2 separate regions of the Ovis aries genome follow, and region 2 is linked to region 1. A link is a contact called in public Hi-C data. All regions are on one chromosome and are shown on one strand. The core of a region is the stretch at or near the end of the contact, and the rest is flanking DNA. Distances in the headings are between cores, read along the strand shown.

Evidence for each region. A called contact is a pair of places that touch in the nucleus more often than the background predicts.
Region 2: a contact with region 1 is called in a Hi-C map of skin fibroblasts, with 5 times the contacts expected there. The contact joins two enhancer-like sites. A contact is called at or near these places in 7 of 16 Hi-C or Micro-C datasets (hypothalamus, liver, muscle and 4 more).

The regions. Positions count from the first base shown.
Region 1 is chr16:59,039,328-59,043,827 of ARS-UI_Ramb_v3.0, forward strand. All of the region lies in intron 1 of TRIO (trio Rho guanine nucleotide exchange factor), which reads right to left. Among named protein-coding and RNA genes, the nearest start is that of TRIO, 120 kb to the right of the region's middle. Within about 2 kb of position 2,169, at least 41 of the 54 cell types and tissues checked have an H3K27ac peak or open chromatin away from gene starts, as enhancers often do. A contact at or near this core is called in tail adipose tissue, where this site is marked.
Region 2 is chr16:59,210,112-59,214,541 of ARS-UI_Ramb_v3.0, forward strand. No RefSeq gene overlaps it. Among named protein-coding and RNA genes, the nearest start is that of TRIO, 53 kb to the left of the region's middle. Within about 2 kb of position 2,575, at least 4 of the 54 cell types and tissues checked have an H3K27ac peak or open chromatin away from gene starts, as enhancers often do. A contact at or near this core is called in tail adipose tissue, where this site is marked.

The DNA.
Region 1 (4,500 bases), core at 919-3,418:
GGGACGAAAGAGGATGGGAAGGCTGGATGGCATCACTGACTTGATGCACATGAATTTGGGTAAACTCTGGGAGTTGGTGATGGACAGGGAGGCCTGGCGTGCTGCGATTCATGGGGTCGCAAAGCGTCCGACACGACTGAGCGACTGAACTGAACTGATACTGAAGTGTGTGGAGACTGGACACTTGTTACAATTTAAAGTACATTTTGCTGAGACAGAGAAGCCCATGTGAATTTTAATGAAATGCTAGCTTCAGGGCACAGTGAAGATGCAGTCAGCCAAAGCTCACCAAGCTCCTTCTTGGTGCAAAGGGGATGTCCCAGGGGAGGCCTAAAAGGCAGGCAACAACTGTTCTCTTAAACCAAATGTGAGAGAAATTTGACCAGAACATTCATATGATAAACGTTCTATGATAATGTTCATATGATAAACGTATTACTCTCGATCTTGATGTTTCTTGAATGCTATTGGGGGCGGGGGGGCGCCTACAAATCTGATTTCATCGTGAACATAAATGTGCCGTTAGCGGTTGATGACCTTCTTTCCTCGTTCCTTTGGTTTCAGTCAACACAAATAACACCTTTTCCCTCAAGCAATCATATTTGAATATTCAGAAATTTTAACATTTTCATTTAAAAATATCTCAAACCCCGCCCTCCAGGTTCAGCATGATGTGACTTGCCAAAATTGATTCTGCTATCACCTTTCAGATTGCTATTTGGCTCAGTAGTCTGTTGATTTGTGATCTATTTCAATCCCCCCTCAACCCCCGCTCCCAAATTATCCACATTCCCTAAAGTGACTCGCATTATGTTGCCCATCAGGAGGACTGCTTTTCCCCTCTTCCTCTAAATCCACCCGCAAGCCAGAGGACCCGTCTGTTTCTTTCACTGCTGTTTCCCAGATGTCAGGCACAGGATGGTCAATGAACATGGGCTGACTGCACGAACGAATGAGCAGACAATGAACTAACAGAACAACAATACTTCTCCAGCTTCTTGCCCCTGAAACCCCCACAGAGGCACCCCAGTGTTCCTTACCACTTTCCGTTCCAGGTTTGTAAACTATTAAGCTCAGTATTGTTCAGATGGCCTATAGTATGACTTACACTTCTAACAAGGAAAATTAACCTCTGGGTCCTAAGAGTAAACATTCCACAAGTTATTCAGCAATGGAAAACCTTTTAGTTGTACCAGTGGTCTGAATCAACTTATTTTTTACCCCTCCACTCTACAAGGAGGTACTGCATTGTTACTGTGAACAAATACCTTCTGAAGCGAGTCACTGCTGACCAGAATGCTCACAGGCTTGGTCACTTCCTTGGTATCAGATTTTTTTAAAAAACAACAAACAGAAAAGGAAGAGCTACCCACTGCCCCCACCCCCCAGCGTGTTGTTGTTTTTTCAATTTAAAAAGAAAGCACCACAGAAATATTTTTACAATGAGCAAAAAGCTTTTATGCCGCACATCATCCCAACAAAATTTATGTAGCTGTTTTAAAAAGAATTAAGATGAAGCAAATCAAATGAGTTTTAAAAATGAATCAAATTTTTAAAAGTCTAAACCAAAACACAGGTTAGTATTTTCCCTCCATATTTCTTCTGGGACTACTGACATATACTAGTCATTTGAAATTATACCTAATCCTCCAACTACTTGAGTCAATCTTTTTTTAAAGTAAAAACAGTGTTAGGAAAAAAAATACCGTCATTTCTTCCCCATTTGAGCTGTAACCAATGAACTGGCACCTTGTTCTGAACAGCCCAGTTCACCTTCACTGGGATTTGTCCCTAAATGACAAGGCAAACTGCCCTGCTCATCCGTTTTCAGAGGTCGCATTTGCCTGTCAGCTGTTCTACTTTAGTATTTACTAAGCGGGAAACCTGAAAGTGGGGGAGGACTGCAAAGATCCCCATCCTTATAAAAACACAGCTTGTAGCGGCAAAAAAAAAAAAAGTTAATAAGTAAAGCAGCATCTTGAAAGAACAAAGAAAAGCAACGTGCAGCAGTAAGCTGGAGGGTTCCTATTAGTACGGAGTCTTGGTGGTGATTACCGAATGTTACTCATCACTTTATTTAGGGGAGCGCCGCGCGCGCACGCACCCCAGAGCACAAAGAGCCGGGTGATACGTCTCTGCATCAGCGGCCGCGCGCACGCGCAGACAGAGGTGACGTCACCCTTTCCAGGCAGGCCGTCCGCAGTTCCGAGTCCGGACCTTTCTCCGCAGTGCCTGCAGGATTAGTCACGGATCACGGGGAGCGGTGCCGCGCGGGGCACGCGGTTTGCGCTATCAGGGATTTTGGCCTGGCAAGCACTGAGATCAGTGTTGCGTAGGAAGGAAGCATTTTCTCTAAGCCTGCATCCTCTCTGAAGATGAGGGCGGGGCGGGGGGGAAGAGACAAGGTTGTAAATCAAATGTTTTTACCTGTCTTCTTTACTAATATATAAAAAATCAAAACAATGCAAGGCTTATATTATTTTCCCATATATCTGTAAGTGCAGTCCACACACACAAGATCATTACGAGGGTCGGACACGACTTAGCAACTGAACAACAGCAGCAACAGACTGTATATAAAGTGAAGTATTTACACCAAGAATAGGGACATGCTCACAGGCCACCACGCAGGAACATGGATGGGGTTTCATACTGCAGCATTATAATTTTTACTTATAACCTTTATGGTTATAATAACTGTCAGGCTCACTGATTTATTCCTTCACATAATTTTAGAAGCAATAGCCTGTAACATCATACTGCTAGAGAGGTTTGATTGATTCGAGGCCGTTAAGAATGTTTCAACTTAAAAGAGCTCTGACTTTTAATGTCTTGAGCACAAAATATAGAAAAACAAAGAAAAATTACCATGCACACAAAAAGAAACCATAACAAGAATATTTTGACTATTACACATACTTTACTATAATGAAAACATCTGTAGAATTTTTAACATTTGATGATTTAATTATATGGTAACTGTGTTAGAGGTTAATTTAAAAGCATCAATAATAGGCCAGTGAAAGGAAATATTCCAACAGTCAAAATAGGAAGAGGAATAGCAAAAAAAAAAAGGGAGTGGGGTTGGGGGGGGGGGGTAATTCTACAATCTCATAAATCAACAAAGAACCATGTGCCCAGATGTGCCATTTATCTTTGCCTCCCTAGGGGCCAGCTCGGGGCCAAGCACAGAGAAACCTTATCCTCGTGTCTGTCTGATGCCAAGAGAAAGAACCCGTCTGGCTGTGTTTATGCTGGTACTGCCCTAGAGGCCTCTGGGGGAAGCTCGCCCAGGCTGCATCTTGGGACCTATCACTCATGCTAAACTACATTTACATTTACACACACACATACACTTGCAGACACATAGCTCTGTGTGCTGATGGACATCGAGTAAGATTTGCTTTACATAAGGAGCAGCCTCTCAGGAAAACTGTTTAAAAAGTTAATTTGCAGCCAACGAGTAACAGTCACACAACAGTCCAACTGGAGCAAACAGAGCAAGGCTGACTGCTAAACGCAGCTTCTTTCATCGTGACAGCAAACAGTCCATAAGGGGTAGTACCCTAACCCTCTACCAAACAAGAAAAAAATCTAATACACGGGTATATTTGTTTTAATGCACATCACAATCAAATTCTGAAAAAGGCTTTGGAAAATAAAGCTGTAAATCTACTCTTTCCCATATCTTTTTGATTATTACCTACAAAAAGGCTCTTGATTACAGAGAAGTGGTATAAATGGGTGGTATTGAAACTCCTCTTGGTATGCACTGATTTGCTCTGATCTGGGGTGACTTGAACATCCAGTGTAATCTAGGGTCCTTTTGTTGAACTCGCTGTGTTTGGCAAAGCAACATGAGTAGTAAGTCTGTCAAGTGAGAGACACACAAGTATGGAAAAATGGGGCCAGAGGAAATCAGAATGAGATGTCGTCTAAGATGTAGGATTTATGGGGAGAGATGGTTGTGGTCGGTCTTGGCTGGAACAAAGAGGGGTTGTGAACCAGTGGGCAGGTGCCTGGGGTACGGTCTTCTCCAAATATCTAACCCCGAACTCACACGCATCTTCCCAGACCTGCTCCCCATGGTGTGGGTCCCAGCGCAGTACCAGGCCCCACAAACCACCCACCGCACGACTTAACCAGGAACCTGGGCTCGCCCTGCCCTCATCCTCTCTTGCCCTCCTGCACACTCGGGAGTATTGTGTCCACCGGCCAGCATGACCCTTATGTGTGTGCCTCCAACAACCTCCTAATGGACACTCCCTGGGATTCATTCTGGCACCCTCCCCCTGAATGCACATCTCCCAAATCCACTCCCCTAAAATTCGCCAGTGGCTACTGTGAAATGAAAATATCTCCTGCCGTATTAATAAACAAGACCTGTCACCACCATCAGCAATTTCTGGCCTCCAAATGTGAACAAGGGCTCCCCAAACTGCGATCCAGCAGATGCCGCCAGCCCCCACGGTGACTGCTGAGGAGCTGGGAGAATGCAGG
Region 2 (4,430 bases), core at 1,325-3,824, 170 kb after region 1:
TCATCTTCTAAAGTAGAGCTTTGATCTAGGACTGAAAATGTAATTTTATGAGAATTCACAAATAAGCCCACTTAGGGGAAAATGTATCAATTAGCAGGTTTTTGACAACAAAACACAGCCCATCTGAATCAATGTAGTTTAAATGGGGTTTGTTTACACATATCAGTTCAGAAGAACCCCAAAGGTAACGGATTCCAGAGGTGTTTAACATAACAGCTCTGGGCACTTTCTCTGACTTTCTCACAATTCTGGCCCCATAAGCATCACTTCCTTACTAAATAAAGTAGAAAAGCTTGAACTGGAGGGATTTTTCTTTTTATCCAGAACTTTTTATACCATTAATACTTTCAGCAGAGGGAGTTCCTGTGGTGGTTTAGATTTCATAAAAAGCCTCTTGATGAAAGTGAAAGAGGAGAGTGAAAAAGTTGGCTTAAAGCTCAACATTCAGAAAACGAAGACCATGGCATCCAGTCCCATCACTTCATGGGAAATAGATGGAGAAACAGTAGAAACAGTGTCAGACTTCATTTTTTGGGGCTCCAAAATCACTGCAGATGGTGACTGCAGCCATGAAATTAAAAGATGCTTACTCTTTGGAAGAAAAGTTATGACCAACCTAGACAGTATATTCAAAAGCAGAGACATTACTTTGCCAACTAAGGTCCGCCTAGTCAAGGCTATGGTTTTTCCTGTGGTCATGTATGGATTTGAGAGTTGGACTGTGAAGATGGCTGAGTGCCAAAGAATTGATGCGTTTGAACTGTGGTGTTGGAGAAGACTCTTGAAGGTCCTTTGGACTGCAAGGAGATCCAACCAGTCCATTCTGAAGGAGATCAACCCTGGGATTTCTTTGGAAGGAATGATGCTGAAGCTGAAGCTCCAGTACTTTGGCCACCTCATGCGAAGAGTTGACTCACTGGAAAAGACTCTGATGCTGGGAGAGATTGGGGGCAGGAGGAGAAGGGGACGACCGAGGATGAGATGGCTGGATGGCATCACAGACTCGATGGACGTGAGTCTGAGTGAACTCCGGGAGATGGTGATGGACAGGGAGGCCTGGCGTGCTGTGATTCATGGGGTTGCAAAGAGTCGGACACGACTGAGCGACTGAACTGAACTGAACTGAACTGCAGGGGGCATGGGTTCAATCCCTGGTTGGGGAACTAAGATCTTGCAGACGGCATTGTTGTTCAGTTGCTAAGTAGTGTGTAACTCTTTGCAATCCCATGGAATGCAGCACGCCAGGCTCCTCTGTCCTCCAATATCTCCCAACGTTTGCTCAAACTCATGTTCATTGAGTTGGTGCTGCTATCCCCTTCTCTTTTCGCCTTCCATCTTTCCCAGCATCAGAGTCTCTTTCAGTGAGTCAGCTGTTCCTGTCATGTGGACAAAGGATTATGGCTTCAGCTTCAGCATCAGTCCTTCCAATGAATACTCAAAGTTGGTTTCCTTTAGGATTGACTGGTTTGATCTCCTGGCAGTCCAAGGGACCCTCAAGAGTCTTCTCCAGCATCACAGCATGCTGCTAAGCAGGGCCAAAAAAAAAAAAAAAAAAAGAAGAGAAAGAGACTCTCAGCAGAATATTCCTCTTTTTAGTCAAGGGCTAGGACTGGGTCACCTGCCAATCCTAAACTAGTCACTTTCTAAGGTAAATGAGGATACCATGACTGGCTAGGAGTTAGGCCAATCAATTCTCTCCTGGACAAAACTGGAATTCTATTCCCAGAAACAAGAGGAGAATGGTTGTTGGGTAGTCAACTGATGGTGTCTACCAAAATTTCTTAATCCAAATTTGAGAATGAAGTCCTATGATAAATTGATCTGTTTTTTCCTAATATATCCCATGCCAAAGTATGTTTATATAAGACTTGGAATGTATTTCATCATAAAATCCACCCACTTAAAGTATACGGTTGTCTTTAGTATGGTCACAACTATGCGAGCCTTGGAGAAGGTGATGGTGCCCACTCCAGTGCTCTTGCCTGGAAAATCCCATGGATGGAGTGGGCTGCTGTCTATGGGGTCGTACAGAGTCAGACACGACTAAAGCGACTTAGCAGCAGCAGCAGCAGCAGCAGCATGAAAGCCTCACAATTTAATGTTAGGACATTCCCATCACCCAAAGAGAAACTTCACATGCGTATTAGCAGTGATTCCCCCCTCTCTCTCTTCTGCCTTGGCTCCTTTCTGTCTCTATTTGTCAATTCTGGACATTTCACATAAATAAAATCATATAGTCTGGGATCATTTGTGACAAGCTCTTTTGCTTAACATAATAAGGTTCATTCATATTATAGCATGTGTCAGTATGCATTCTTTTTTAAAAATAATATTCAATTTAAAACAAATAGTGTTCCATTTAAACAAATAATATTCCATTTAAAATAGTAATATCCCATTTAAAACAATATTCCAAATAATATTCCACTTAAGACAAACCTATATTTTTTTTACCCACTCATCAATAGAAGGCATTTAGGTTATTACCAGTTTTTGGCTATTGCCAGTAATCTTGGTTGAAGCGTGCCAGTCCTTGTGTGAACACATGCTTTCAATTCCCTTGGGGATATACTTGGGGCTGGAGTTGCTGAGTCATGTGGTAATCCTATGTTTAGCCTTTAGAGCGTTTGCCAAACTATTTTCCAAAGCAGCTGCATCACTTTCGTTCCCACCAGCAATGCCTGAGGGTTCCATTTTTTCCCACATAGTCACGTATACTTGTTAATGTCATCTTTTTAATATTAGTTCTCCTAGTGGGTGTGACATGGTATCATATTGTGGTTTGTCTTGCATTTCCCTTATAACTAATCACATTGATCATCTTTTATTTTTTCATGTGTTTGTATAATTTTCTCTGAAGAAATGTCTATTCAAATCTTTGTCCATTTTAAAATTGATTTATATGTCTTTTCATTGTTAGTTTGTATGAGTTGTTTGTGTATTCTGGACTCAAATCCCTTGTCAGATGTATGATTTGCAAATATTTTCTCCCATTCTGTAGACTGTCATTTCACTTTCTTCATAGTGTCCATGAAACACGAAAATTTTAATTTTGATATTGTCCAATTTGTCTATTCTTTCTTTTCTTACTTGTGGTTTTGGTTTGTATTTAAGAAATCATTGCCTAATCCAAGATCACAAAGAATTACTTGCATATTTTATTTAAGGGGTTTATAGTTTTAACTTTTACATTTAGGTCTATGAAGACATTTGAATTAATTTTTTTGTGTGTGGTAAGGTCAGGGTTCAATTTCATTTTTAGGCATGTGAATATCCAGTTGTCCTAGAACCATGTGTTGAGTAGACTATTCTTTCTTTATTCAATTGTCTTGAAATTCTTATCAAAATCAACTGACCATTAATATAACGGTTATTTCTGGACTTCAGTTCTATCCCATTGATTCATATGTCAATGCAAGTACTTCAGTATCTTGATTATTGCAGCTTTGTTGTAAACTTTCCAGTTGGAACTGTTATATCCTAAAACTGTTCTTCTTCTCCAGAATTGTTTGGCTATTCTTGATCCCTTGCATTTCCATACGAATTTTATGATAACTTTGTCAGTTTTGCAAAAATCCGCCTTGGATGTTGCCAGGACTGGCATTACATTTGTAAATTAATTTGAGAAGTATTACCACCTTAGATAAATTGTCTGTTGGTCCATGAACATAAGATATCTTTCCATTATTTAGATCTTGAATTTCTTTCAACAATGCTTTGTGGTTTTTAGAGGTTAAGCCTTGTCCTTCTTTGTTAAATTTATTCCTCAGTATTCTATTTTTATGCTGTTGTAAATATAATTGTTTCCTTTATTTTTAGATTGTTTCTTGCTAGCGTGCATGAGTGCATGCTGAATCACTTTGGTTGTGTCTGACTCTGTGCGGCCTGAAGAACTGTAGCCTGCCAGGCTCCTCTGTCCATGGGATTCTCCAGGCAAGAATACTAGAGTGGGTTGCCATGTTCTTCTCCAGGGGATCTTCACCCAGGGATTGAACCCATGTCTCTTATGTTTCCTACATTGGCAGGCTGGTTCTTTACCACTTGCTAATATACAGAAGTAGAATTGATTTTTATATACTGATTTTGTATACTGACAGTTTGTTGAATTTGTTTATTGGTTTACATCTAATCAATTTTAGTAGATTCTTCTGGATTTTGTATATATAAGATTGTATCATCTGCAAATAGAGATCTTTGCACTTATTCTATTCACTATTTCACTTTTAAAAACATTCATAAAAGTGATCTATTCACTTTTTCAGTCTTGGTGTGTTTTATTTCTTTTTCTTGCCCAAGTGCTCTGGTTAAGTCCCCTAATACAATGCTGAATAGAAGCAGAAAGGGTGGACTTCTCTGTCTCAGTCTTAGTTTTAGCGAGAAGAGCTTTCAGTTTGCCCACATGATGCTGCTGCTGCTGTTGTTGCTGCTAA